Linked DNA regions of Mus musculus: all the other regions are linked to region 3. Evidence: chromatin contacts called from public HiChIP or PLAC-seq data. All regions are on one chromosome and are shown on one strand. The core of a region is the stretch at or near the end of the contact, and the rest is flanking DNA. Distances in the headings are between cores, read along the strand shown.

Region 1 (4,753 bases), core at 1,410-3,909, 240 kb before region 3:
AGGAGCTGCAGTACCTCTACTTTGCCACGAGGTGGCAATAGCTGCCTCCCAATCAAAGGCTGACAGAACCGGGGCAGTAAACATGGAAGAGGAGTCTCACTTTGTTTCTGGAGAGTCTCTTTCTGCATTTAGAAGGAGGAGGGGATGTGGAAAGGAGGGACAAAGTGAGATAGGGAGGGAGGGAGGGAGGGAGGGAGGGAGGGAGGGAGGGAGGGAGGGAGGGAGGGAGGGAGGGAGGGAGAAGGAAGGAAGGGAGGGAGGGCTGTCTCTTAGCCCAGATAACTTTTCTAAAGTCTCTTTGTAGTTTTCCCCATTCTAGAGGAACCAATGATAACTTTGCCTGCGTCGGTGTCTCCAGTTTTTCCTATGCCCTCTGAGGCTGCCTTGAAATCACTCACACAACTGAAATTCTTGTAAAAAAAAAAAAAAAAGAAGACCTTGGAAAATGATTTTAAATATCCTGTGTGGATTAGCTGCCTGGATACAAATCTTAAAACGTTTTACATGCAGGTAGGCTAGGGAAGATGAAAATGATTGTGTCGTTAAGGCTCTCCAGCGTGTCTGGAAAGGCATGAGGATGGTTCTTTGGATATGCGGAACACAAGACAGATGTAGGGGGAGGGCATTTTGGAGTCCTCTCCTTGACAGGAGTGGCTGAGGCTATCGAGTGGATGAGCTGTCTAGGCAAACATTGCTGATGGGGACAGAGCACCTAAGACGAAGTTCTGAAGAACTTGACACAAAAGGGCTAGGCACCCCAAGCACTGGAAAATTGGGTGGAGTCAGGAGGATTATAAATTTGAGGGTGGCCAACTTTAGACAGTGAGTTCCAGGTTGGTTTGGGTCCATAATGCGGCCTTGTCTCACAATCACAAATTCCAAGTAGTAGACTCAGTAGCTGTAAAGAAGGTTATGGCACTTCAAAGAATAAGCAGAAATTGTCACTATCCATGACTATTGAACAATATAAAGTATTGGTTCATCCCCCAAATAAATAAGATTTTCTTATGGTATTGTCTTAGCTAGGATTACTGCTGCTGTAATGAAACATGACCAAAAGCAACTGGGGGAAGAAAGGGTTTAGTTAGCTTACACATCTACATTGTAGTCCATCCCTGAAGGAAGTCAGGAATTCAAACAGGGCCTGTACCTGGAGGCAGGAGCTGATGCAGAGACCATGGAAAGATGCTGCTTACTGGCTCACTCCTCATGGCCTACTCAGCCTGCTTTCTTAGAGAACCCAGGACCACCAGCCCAGGGGTAGCCCTGCAATGGGCTGGACCCTCCCTATCAATCACAAATGTTCTACAACCTCATCTTATGGAGGCCTTTGCTCAATTGAGTCTCCCTCCTGTCAGATAACTCCAGCATCTCTCAAGGTGACAGAAAACCAGCAAGCACAGAGGTCAAAGAGGGCCATAGAAAAGCAGCAAAATTAGCAAGGTGAAATTTCATGCCTAGCAGCTGCTAACTTAGAGAAGTCAGTTATTTGGAGCCCAGCTTGTCTTCATCCGCCCAGGTGACTCGGTCTACTGCTCGCAGCTCTTGACCGTCTAGATCAGGCCCCGGCTGAGGTGTTTGATGACAGCCTGCTTCACGCTTCAGGGCTAGCTGACTCTTGACATGGCCGAGAGGCCGGAGAATTCATGGAGGACAGTTGCACCCCCTCCACATTGGGGGTTCAGACTTCAGTATAATTTTTAAGGGGACATAAACACTGAGTGCTTATTCCAGCTAGTGTCCATCTGTGGGTACAGGGCCTGAGCTAGAGCTTCTTGTGAGCTCTGTAGCCTAACTCATTCTTCCGAACACCAAGTCCCAGCTGTGTGCAGCCTTCATGGAGAAGCAGCATTTAAACCATGCGCTCGGCCCATTTCTGTGACCGTAACCTGAATGGAACAAGTGGGGACAGTGAACTTTGCTGCCTCTAAATTCTGATGAGGTTTAAAAAACTCTTATTTTTTTTCTAACCCTTTTTCTCCCACCCCACTTTCCATATTGTTCACACGAGAGTTTGGCAGGTGTCTTAGTCAGGGTTTCTATTCCCGCATGAACCAAGAAGCAAGTTGGGGAGGAAAGGATTTATTCAGCTTGCACTTCCATACTGCTGTTCATCACCAAAGGAAGTCAGGACTGGAACTCAAGCAGGTCAGAAAGCAGGAGCTGTTGCAGAGGCCACGGAGGGATGTTACTTACTGGCTTGCTTCCCCTGGCTTGCTCAGCTTGCTTTCTTATAGAACCAAAGACAACCAGCCCAGAGATGGTCCCACCCACAAGGGGCCCTCCCTGTTTCATCACTAATTGAGAAAATGTCCCACAGCTGGATCTCATGGAGGCACTTCCCCAACTGAAGCTCCTTTCTCTGTGATAACTCCAGCCTGGGTCAAGTTGACACACAAAACCAGCCAGTACAGCAGGGAAAAAAATTAATCTAAGCATAGCATTCCTCCCTTCCCGTCTACTTGTAAGGCACGGCTTCGAAGCTGGCAGCTAAGACTCCTTGCACTTTCCTGAAGTGTGGGCTTAACCCAGGAGGCGTCTTGGTTCCTGGAGAACCTTGGCTCCTGGGGTTTTTTCCTGTCAGGCATTGTCTGTGCAAAGTCCATATCTGTGCAAAGCCCGTGGTGTTTAAACTAGAACTCTGTCTCATGTCACCTGATTCATACCATCTGGAAAAAAAACCCCCGGCAACAAGAAGCACCATGAGTCACCTGGAAAGCCGCAATGAAGGATTTTCCACAGAAAATTGACAAAGTGGATTACGTACACAAAGGGAAGGGAAGAGCAGTAACCCAGTTTTGTGTAACATTTATGGTTCGCAGAGCTGCTTTCCTGTAACTGTCTTATTTGATATAATCATCCTAACGACCGAATCTGTTTATGCTTTCCCGCAGTGGCTTGGGTTTTTTAAGTTTGTTGGCAAGCCAGCTATTTTAGGTCTGAGTACATCTATCCCTGCAGACTTGTATAATCCTGGGCTATTTAGTTGAGAAACGATTATGAGTCTAGGCATTATGGTAAACCACAGGTGATTTTGGTGGCTGGTATTTCAGGGACCTGAGGCTACAGGAAGCGAATGTTCTGACAAGTTTCCCTCTTGGAACAAATTGGTGCAAACATCTTGGTCACCGCAGTCCATAAAGAGTTAGTGAAGCAGGCTGGGTTTAGCAGACCACAGTTAGGCACGGCCTTTAAACCTGAGTGCACACATTGGCCACTGTGCAACGTGTGCCATGTGAGTTTTAGCAGAGGGAGAAGCGTGTGGGGTTTGGGGTGGGGGAGGTGAGAGGAGGATGGTATATATACAGCTAGCAGGGCGTACATTGAGATAGGCTATTCTAGTTCATTCTCAGAGAAGTTACAAGACTACCTGACAGTTTACTTTCCCAGTCTTAAAATGGCGATAAGCTGTCCGGTCCATCTCACAGTGTTGTTGTGACAGCCAAATTAAGGGGGATCAAGGTATTTTGAAAAAGGTAAAAAGTGTTCTAGAGACATGAACACTTTGTTTGCTTGCTTGTTTAGCGATGCCTGGAATCCAGCCCAGGTCATTGCCCTTGCTAGGCAAATGCTTCACCACCGTGCTCCATCTCCATCTCACAAAGCACCGCTGTGCTCTCGACTTCCTCTGTGCTCCCATAGTCATTTCCAGTTACAAACAGCTCAAAGTTGAAAGGTGATCCTATCTTCCCGTTCCCTGTGTCCTGCTGCGCTCGGGCCTGAGACACAGCGCTCCCAGCCGTTGCTTATGAATCCTAGGAGGAATCGGTTTCCCTGGCCTTGTATGTACCCCGTTGGCGGTGACGTAGGAGTTAGGATCACAGGGCTGCAGCGAGGAACAATGCTTCGTGAAGATGAGCGAGCCGCAACTTCCCCTCTCAGACTTGCCCTTCCCTTTTCTTGCTTTTATGACTTTATGACCACTTCAGCAAGAGTTCCAAAAGTGAAACATGTCACAAATGAACATCAGGTGCTGCTGAAAGACCAGTGTGCCGATGAACTAGATAGAAATCTGGCCTGCGTTGGACTGGAAGCAGACTGTCTACTTGCTGGCCTCTCTGGCCATTTACACCAACCAGCATCCCATCAGAGTGCCCATTAATGCATTTCCACTTGTATCCATTCAATAAGTAATTAAATTCTTACGTTGTTCCAGGAACTCTGTCCTTCATAGGTTTCAAAACCAGTATGCACTGCTCTTTCAGAATTTTGTAAACCAATTACAAATCGGGCATTATCGGAACCTCTTTGTGAAGGATCGGCTCCGGCCAGAGGAACATGGCCGTGCTGTGGAATATGAGGGTGGTGGCGGGTTCTGATTGCTGTGTTCCTTTATGCTAGCTGAGGCTCCTGTTGGTCTTTATTCAAGAGCCACTCACAGGAATAGGAAAAGCTAACACACAAGAAAGATATGGAGCTGCGGGCTGTGTTTTTGCTCAGCACCTCACTCCAGTAAAGTGGGCTGGCTAACTGAGGAAGGGCCAAAAGGAGGAACAGGCCCATCTAACATCTCCTATCCTGACCTGCAGCCCTAGGTTAAGGAGCCTGAAAGAGAAGTAGGGAAGGGACGTGAGACGCTTACTGCATGTCTGTAGTGTACTGGGCTAGAAGCTGAGAGTCCTATATATAGATTATTACAGAAATGGTTCTCTCAGGGCCAAGGCATTGAACTAGGGAAGCTGACACTGGAAGAATCATCACCATCACCATCACCATCACCATCATCACCATCACCATCACCATCATCACCATC
Region 2 (4,491 bases), core at 1,113-3,612, 170 kb after region 3:
ACACACACACATATTACATGTGGCTGGGGATCTTCTCAATGACCCTGTAAGCTAGGCGCAAAGTCTCCTGATTTTAAAGATGGAAAAGTGGTGATGGAGGAAGTTAGCCTTGCTCTGGACAAAACAAGAAGTGAGTAGAACAAAATTCAGAGACCACTGTCCATCATTAACCTCCTGCCATACACAATAAAACAGACTATAGGCAACAATTAGCTTTTGATGTCCAATGGCAAGCAGCAATCTAATCCCTGGGAAAGTAGAAGTGTGTGAGGTAAGCCACACAACTGTCCATGATTTCTGCCAAATGCTGATTTCTGGATTGCAAAGGAAAAATGAAATGAGCCCTGGTGACTTATCTGACATTTTAAGCATTCTAGCATGAATATAATTAGGAGCATTGGGGTTGGACAGAAAATATTCAAAGAGATACTAGCTTTAATGTTTCAAGTTTGAAGAAGGTTAGAAACCCATGGAATAAAATGTTTCAACTAACCACAAGCAAGACAAACGCAACAAACCAGCACTAAACAAATTTGCTGAAAACCACTGATAAAAGGACTACTATTGAATCAGGTAGGGGAAGCTGGACACTAGCACAAGCTTCCAATCAGAACTAAGAAGGGAGAAGATGGTGAGTGCTGGCAGTCAAAAGGAATGGGAAAGAATGACATAAGGCGACTCACTTTATTGCAAAGTTATAACAATCCTAAATTTGTACTACTGATACCTAATAAAAGGTACCGGTACGTGAAACAAAACTACCAGAAATGGATGGAGAAATATACAAATTCAAAATTATATGGAGAGACTTCCATATTACTCTCTTATTAATTGCCATAAAAGACTGACAGAAAATCAGTGAAGTCAGGAATGGTGGCTTGTGCCTGGAACTCCACCACTCAGGAAGCTGAAGCAGGAAGATTACCATGAGTTCAAGGTTAAGTAAGTTCAGGACAGCCTGGGCTACGTAGCGAGACCCTATCTCAAAAATAAGACTGCAAAATCAATGGATACAAAGACTTACCAGATTTTATCTAATAGTTATAAGATATCCCACCCAATAATTGGAAAATATGTACTCTTTCCAGACATATGTAGAATGTATAACCAACTATTTGAAAATTAAAGAACATACTTAACCTCAAGTGTTAAAATCACAAGAAAAAGTAGAGGAAATTGGGGTCACAATTAAAGTGGAATTCATAGGAAATATATAGACCTGCTCAATACTGAATGGTACTCCCTAATTCTCCTAAATGTTCTTTTGGCTAGGGGAATGTTGCACACGGTGAACACATCGTTAACCTAGAAAAGATCATATGCTTTCTGAACACTGCTATTGAATTCCCCTGCTTTGCTCCCAGGAACCTTTCAGTCTCTATGGTTAGGCATATGTTGGACACTGATCTTGAAGAAACAAAACCAGCTCCAGAGAAAGAGCTCTGAATGTATTAGCGGTTCCTAGGAAGACAGGCCTTCCAGCTTACTCTACAATGAAGTCCCAAGCCAGAATCTTTACAGACATTATCTGTCCAAGTTAGCTTGTGGTTCCAGTGGCTGCCAGTTAGCTGAGAACTTCTAACACCACAAGCAAGAGGCTAGAGAATAAAAGGAGAAACAGGCTGAGTAATTCCACACTTACTGCACCCACAAGATCTCTGAGGCTGCTGTTTTCCACAGTCATACCTCCTACTGATTGCTGCTTTTCTATTCTGCAGTTCTTGTCAGCTTTCTAACAATGGAAATTTGTTTCCCTTTCAAGCCTAGGAGTGTTCCTAAGGGCCACCCACTCATGTTAGTTCCTGGAAACCCATAAACCTGGACTTGTTTTCTTAACTAGGTCATTCAGTTCATACATAGCCTCTAAAAACTACCTTCAAGTTTGGACTTACTAACTCTACTCTTTAACTTTCCATCAGGAACTCTGACAAATATTGGCGCTGGCAATGATATCTATTTCCTGCCTTCTAACATGTTCATATTTACTAATGCACATAGGCCCTTGCTGTCTGCTACCCACGGTACTCATTTAGAATAATAGCGATACTGTGATTGGTCCATCCATTCTCCAGTGAGCTATCAAAGTGATCAACCCCTTCTCACCTTCTGTTCTGACAGAGAACGGGAAATTGACATAGCCCCAAATAAGGGAGGGATGTAGTTAAGTATACTACTTTCTTTCTCAGGTGAAGACGATTCAATTGGTACAAAAGAGAAGCACAATAAATAAATCAATAAAGGCACAAGACCAGAGACCTCCTCAGACATATTTGGCAGCAATATCACATCTGAATAACAGCTACAATTGGCATCCTTGTGTAACTGAGCTTACAAAAGGCTAGCTGTTCTCCCCAAGTTACCTAGAGTCCTGACTAACCCTAAAGGAATTCCAGTGGCGAAGTGCTAAGAATGAATCACCATCTCTGCACCATTCCAATCTTTGACGCTGGCACAAATCTCTTCGGGTCCTTTATGGCTTAGTGTATGTCTTCAAGAAACAAGGGAAATAATATGATGCTTTCTTTCCCAGAACACATAGGTATAAGGAGTTCACACTCATGGTCAAAGGAATGGTTCAGTAGGCATATTCTCAAATTCATTTTACTTGCTTTTAGGTATTTTTGTTGTTTCTGATTCTCTCCTTCAATGTATAATATGATCCAGAAAACCAAACCAAACCAACCAAACATGGACAACAAACCATTGAAGCAAAAGAGGAGTTTCATGTAGGAGGACATTGGAGAACTCAGGGTCTTGTCAACATGTTTTGTTCAGCTAAAGTACCACAGATTCTTTTCATTACACCTTGGATCCATTTGCTCAAACATGAAGCTAGTCCTAATCATGTTTAATTAATTAGCTTGCTTTTAGCATCACACCAATATTTGAGTCCCCTCAAGGGGACTGTTGCAATCATCAGTGTGATTTTGCTATGTCTTTAGGCCATTATTGCACCAGAAAACACAGCTCCGATTTAAATTGCATGTCAGCAGAAAAAAATCAATGTACTAAAAGAAAATTGATTCCATAAGCCAAAATCTTTATGAAGGCAACTGATCCATAAAGTGAGTTAAAACTATACTAAGAACAGAATTGAATTCTCTTTCTTGGCCAAAAAGGACTTATCAATGTATTCAAATTCATGATAAACATTCACTGGGAAAAATTACAGTAAATAGGAAAATAGGGATCTTACAGCCTGAGGTTGATGAGAAATCATAAATCAGTACAAGATTGTCAGCAATGCTTCAGTGTAACGAAAAGGGTTGGGCTGATGGGTGTTGTAGAGACAAATGTATCTATCAGGAGTCGGGCTTTTATTGTGGGCTCACATGTTACACAACCAAAGGAGAATTATATAGGCCAGTGGTGAGTCTGCTGATAAACACAAGTTCCAAATAATTAATGCTCTCTTCCCTTATTTGAAATGAAAATGTACAGATGAAGGGCAGGAATATACCCGATTCCTGGGGAAAGCCACGGGCTTGCTCACACCCAGGGATGGGGTGGGGTGGGTGAATGACTTTTCAAGGGACTCAGCTTTGCTCAAGCCACGGAGAAACCAACTGGCAAAGGAAATGAGAACACATTGCTAGGGCAACAGGCAACAAAAGTCTATTCCTGCAGCAATGCCTTCCAGCTAATTTAATCCTAAAATAGTTCTGTAATTTGCCACAGAATCTAGAACAGCATGCATTACTGAAAAGGATAAAACAGTAAAGGAACGATTGGATAATTTCATGTAAATTACTAAAGGTGTTACTTTGCTGAAGAGACTTGACACTATTTTCTTTGCAAAAAAAAAAAAAAAAAAGAAAGAAAGAAAATTGTTAGATCGTGTCTATTTTTAAAACAGTGTAAATTTGAGTCTTAATATTTGTACCCTTAAAAGAAAAATCAATGAGGAAGTTGGGGAGGTAGCTCAGTGTGTAAAAGGCCTGCCATATAAGTATGAGGACCCAAGTTCCAACCCCTAGTACCCACTTAAAGAGTTGGATGCAGCACAGTGTGCATCTGTGGCTGCAGTGCTGGACGGGTGGGGCAGATGCAGTCAGATCCCTGCAGCTCACTGTAGCCTGGCCTAATAGATGAACTCCAGTTTCAGTATCTATCTATTCTATCTCAAACAATAAGGTGGAAAGTGATCAAGCATGTAACCCATACATGCCGATATATCTTTTCCTACACGGCTATAGGAGATCATAAATGGAAGGGTTAGCAACAACTGCTGCATCCTCATATGGCTCTAGGAAGTTGACCTGATAAGAGGGCCATTGAGGGAATAAAGAAAGAATGGACAAATGGACACACTTATATAAACATGGGTTTCAGGTGGACTGAGGTCTCTGATGGAGAAATCACAGCACCCTAGGGTGGCTCTGCATTTCACCTTGCCACTGATATATGTGAAAGCCACTTGGGGAGAAAAAACACGGAACCACTAGGCTATGTTAGTTCCTCACCACCATCAGATCCTGGGACACGCCATTG
Region 3 (4,295 bases), core at 161-2,660:
TGGTCACTGAGCACCCATGATGCTGTGCATGACATACCTGAGGACCAGAAAGGTGAGCAGGACAGGCTGCATGATGTATGGAAGGAAGTTTGTGAAAGTAAATGGAGTTGTGTATTCAGAAATGTACTCCCCCCCCCCACCCAAGCAAATGGAGGATTTTAGACAGAAAAGTAATTATTTTTACATTTTTATTTCACACAAATCACCATAGTAGTGGCTTGGTTATCTGGAAACATTAGCAGATTTCAGGCTGGGAGAACTGGGAGTCACTGCTGTGACCTTTCGAGGGGGCGGTAAGAGGGTCTGTGGGGATGGATGAGAGGGATGTGAAGGCAGGAAGACCCTGAGTGGATGATCCCTCCCTTATGATGCTGGAGGAGGCCAAGATGAGTTGTGGGGTTTGGGCGTGAGAACATTTTGAAAATTTTAAACATATATATATATATATATATATATATATATATATATATATATATTAGAAAAGAAAACACATGATTTTATGCAACTTTTAGCACAAATGTAAGTAGGCAAAGGCCTCGAGAAAAGGCAACATATCTCTTTTCTCATTTGTCTGGCAAAGTAGCAAAAGGAAATCCCATTGCAAAGGCTACACAAACCCAGTGTCTGATAAGCATCCACCTCTTGCCCCCTTGTGCTTTATGTTCTACTCATAAGTGATGGGATAATAAGACCCCCAGATACAGTCTATTGACGACTAGGCCTTCGCATTTACAAACATTCATGGATTAATTTCCCTTTGGGCTACTCTTTAATTACATTCCAGATTCTATAACAGAAAGGGTAGAGGGAACAGGAATGAGAGAGTTTTCCTTCCTTATTTTGTATGGCTTATTTTCCCTGGAAGGACTACAGCTCAGCTTGTAAGCACAAGAGAAGGCCTGTGGCTCACTTTGTATGGCTTTTTACAGCCGCAATGGCAACTCAGCTGACAGGGATGGTGATACTGTGTGATCCAGGCTTTGAAAAGAAACCAATCTGGTCCCAAACGATGGGTAGTATGATCAATGGCGTGTGTTCCACAGGGGTCACAGCCACTTCACAATGTAGCCAGTACTCTAGGGAACAAACCAGTATAGCTATGGGCCCCTGTCAATGAGCCTAAGATGATGCGCATACTCTCCTCACTGTAGACCATACAAGGCCAGCCCCTTTTGGCCTTGTCAGTCAACAGGCTGCCTCCATCCCTCCTCACCAGCATCTCAAGGCAGGATATGAAGGGGTATCCCTGGAGGGAGTGGCTCTCAGACAGCCAGGTCCCAGGCAGATGACACCTCTGTGAGAAATGGCTTTCTAAATCTGGCACTGGGGTGTAAGAGAGTTGATGAGGTGAGTGATGAGCCCAGCCGCTCAGAGCTGTGATTTATAGGACTGGGCACTGCAGGGCTCTTAAGAAACTGAAATGCTAAACTCCATGATTCATATTTTCCAGTATGTAAAACATGCTTATAGTCCACTCACTGGGAGTCAGTGGCAAATAAATCGTCAGAAAGCCAGACTCTGGCACAGATCAGACAAAAGCTGCCTTCAGAGAGGTGGAGAGCAAAGGTGAAGTGTACGTGGGTCTGGAGACCTCTACCTCTCTCCATGCTAGTCCCGAGAGCCCAGTCTGCCAACTGAGCCCAGTCTGCCACATGACAGGCATCTTTGCCTTCAGTAATAGCTGTGAGTGTTCATGGCATCAGCACAATGGCCCTCCGAACTTTCAAAATGCTTATCTAGCTAGACCATCACTGTGGGGGGAAAGGGAATAATAAGTAGTACACTAATTAGTTACCACTATTATTCTATGTCCTGGCAATTAGTGCTGAGAAACTATGTTGGGAGGTTGTACCACAAAAGGCAGAGGAATGCCTTTCTTGGAGACACACAATGTTCATTTCACATCAGTGGTTCATTGTACCAGACCCGCTCAGCTTCTGGAAGGTTTTACTGAGTGGGTTGAGTGTGGATCAATTAGAGCTCACAGACCAAACTCAACCTGCTATTTGTACTTGTGTGACTCATGGTTTTCACACTTTAAATGGCTGTTAAAAAAAAAGTGTAGAATATTTTTGTCATGTGAAATTCAAATCTTATTAGAATTCAAATTCTAAATAAAATGTATTGGGGAATAATAAAGCTATGCCCCTTTGCTTATATATTATTATCTGTGGTTGATTTTGAACCATGATGGTCCAGTGGCCAACTTGAGGAGCCATGCCTGATCCTTTGACCCACAAAGTAGAAAATAGTATCTGGTCTTTTACAAGGAAAAGTTGTCCACTTCAGGCTTACCATTTCATCCCACAATCTGGCATAACTAACCCTACCTAAATGTTTGCTACACCCTATCATCTCCAGACACCACCAGGGACCATGTCAGTGTCTTCATATCTCATTATTAGTCAACTTCTCCTTTGACGATTAGTGATGTAACAGGAGTGAGTTCACAGTAAGTAAATATGGCTTCTGGCTGAGCAGCACCAGCTCGGGTGGAGGCTGGTGATACTGATGGCTAAGGGCAATGAGACAAACTTGCAGTGGAATCCCATCAGAATCAATCTAAACATAGTCTCAGGCTGTGAGGACCAAGGGACAAGGGTCCATGTGAGAAGATACCACCGCAAGGTCCATAAGCTTTCATCGAGGCTTGGCAGTGTTGGGCAAACTTAGGATCTCTAACAAACTACCTCACCAGTCAGTCAGAAATATATTCTTCTGGGCCTGGATGTCTATGAGAACTGAGGTAACAAACATTAGGAATAGAGTATAAGACAGAACCTTGGGTGCCTGTAGGGGTAGCCTGTTAACATTCTATCTATTTTCTGTTTCCTCTTTGCTTCCTGTAGTCGCCTCTCCTGGTATAGAAGGCTTGAAAGAAACACAAAGCACTCAAAATAGCATCAGGCACAAGAGCTCCCAACCAGAGGCACATTTGCAGTCTTAGTCCCTAAATGTCTTGCTGGGGACTCCCAGGAACTCATCTATGGCTTGTAGACCTCAAAAGCCTAGCAAACAAGTTACTAAGGTATGCAGCAGAGGTCTGAGTTCTCAGTGTATGGGAGATGATACAGTAAACCAGAACTAGCCACCCTAGAGAATATATGGAAAGAGTGGGCCACGGAGACTGGGGATGAGAAAGACCTAACCTAATCAACAGGAGTGGAGAAGGTTGTGGGAAACCTGCCACAACTCAGGGCTACATTTACTGAGCATGACATTTAAGAAAAGCAGTTGAAATTCAGTGACGCTGATATCTTTTTAACGCATCAGCAAAACTTGAGGCGAAGCGGTAATGCCTTCTTTCCTTCCTCAGTTGCCCTTTTAGCTAAAATGTTTAGTCTAGGAGGAATTAAGTTGCTAGAACAAGAGAGGGGAGGGGTGTGGGTGAGAGCAGGGGGAGAAACAGGCCACACTGGACAGCCCAGATCTCCGCAGCCTTCCTGGCAGCCGACTCATCCTGCTGTATGCAATAGAGCACGGGATGACGCTGTTGTAACTCAGCCCTCTACGCCCCTTAGACTTGATGTTCATAGCTGGGAGGCAGACAGATGGAGCTTGGAGCTCTCCTTTCAGACTAACCAAAGGTATTTCAAGTGTACTTACTGTTCAGGTTTGTCCAGCAGTTTCAAGTCTTCTTCTTTGGATGTCTCATAGTACTTTCTTATTTTAGTCAGTTCATCCTCCTGGGCTCGCTGCATCGACAGGAGAAACAACTTACACATACAGTCACAAAGTCAAGAGGGTCAGCCTGAAACCACAGGAATCCAGATGTGATCCCATCCCCTGCCATCCCCTGGACCTCACCTCAGGCGTAAGAAACTCTACAGGTTGGACCCAGAAAACCCCTCCAGGTCATTTGAATACATGTTCAAGCTTGGCATTTACCAGCTAAAGCAAATGGTCATAACAGCTATGTTTGAATCTCCTTTAGACAGCTGTGAGTTAAGCTGTCCAAATTTTCCTTTTCCCAGAACAGTAGTCCTAGTTTGCACTTCCCTGTCTCACACATGCTTCATACACTATAATATGTAGTCGCCACCTTTCCTTTTCCTGAATTTCATTACGTGTACATTGTTTACATCAGTTGTTTAGACGTTCAGTCACATTCTTCATGATTTACCCAACATTTCCAGTTGTGTAAATGGAAATGTGTTAACTGTGCTGTGTGTGTGTTAACAAGCGCTGGCCATGTGCATATTCTTGCACTCAGGGTAACAACAGAAAGTATTGGAAGGCATCATGATTTTGATAGAGTTCTTTGTCATCAGTCCCTATCATATAATTCCCCAAGA

What was found. HiChIP or PLAC-seq counts read pairs in DNA pulled down with a chosen protein or histone mark.
Region 1: a contact with region 3 is called in an H3K27ac HiChIP or PLAC-seq map of the NIH/3T3 cell line, with 5 times the contacts expected there. The contact joins two enhancer-like sites. A contact is called at or near these places in 2 of 39 promoter capture datasets (hippocampal neurons and liver), 1 of 15 datasets of contacts at CTCF or cohesin (the NIH/3T3 cell line), 1 of 115 datasets of contacts at active chromatin or transcription factors (the NIH/3T3 cell line) and 2 of 9 other capture datasets (embryonic stem cells and macrophages).
Region 2: a contact with region 3 is called in a CTCF HiChIP or PLAC-seq map of the NIH/3T3 cell line, with 7 read pairs. The contact joins two enhancer-like sites. A contact is called at or near these places in 1 of 15 datasets of contacts at CTCF or cohesin (the NIH/3T3 cell line) and 1 of 9 other capture datasets (adipose tissue).

What each region holds. Positions count from the first base shown.
Region 1 is chr2:113,819,392-113,824,144 of GRCm38.p6, reverse strand. The region is part of intron 2 of Scg5 (secretogranin V); the gene reads left to right. Among named protein-coding and RNA genes, the nearest start is that of Scg5, 7.3 kb to the left of the region's middle. Within about 2 kb of position 2,659, at least 42 of the 459 cell types and tissues checked have an H3K27ac peak or open chromatin away from gene starts, as enhancers often do. A contact at or near this core is called in the NIH/3T3 cell line, where this site is marked.
Region 2 is chr2:113,418,797-113,423,287 of GRCm38.p6, reverse strand. All of the region lies in intron 2 of Fmn1 (formin 1), which reads right to left. Among named protein-coding and RNA genes, the nearest start is that of Gm13963, 29 kb to the right of the region's middle. Within about 2 kb of position 2,362, at least 74 of the 459 cell types and tissues checked have an H3K27ac peak or open chromatin away from gene starts, as enhancers often do. A contact at or near this core is called in the NIH/3T3 cell line, where this site is marked.
Region 3 is chr2:113,583,431-113,587,725 of GRCm38.p6, reverse strand. Fmn1 (formin 1) reads right to left here. Exons shown (of 20, transcript NM_010230.2): 10 at 3,607-3,695. Among named protein-coding and RNA genes, the nearest start is that of 4930533B01Rik, 120 kb to the left of the region's middle. Within about 2 kb of position 1,410, at least 27 of the 459 cell types and tissues checked have an H3K27ac peak or open chromatin away from gene starts, as enhancers often do. A contact at or near this core is called in the NIH/3T3 cell line, where this site is marked.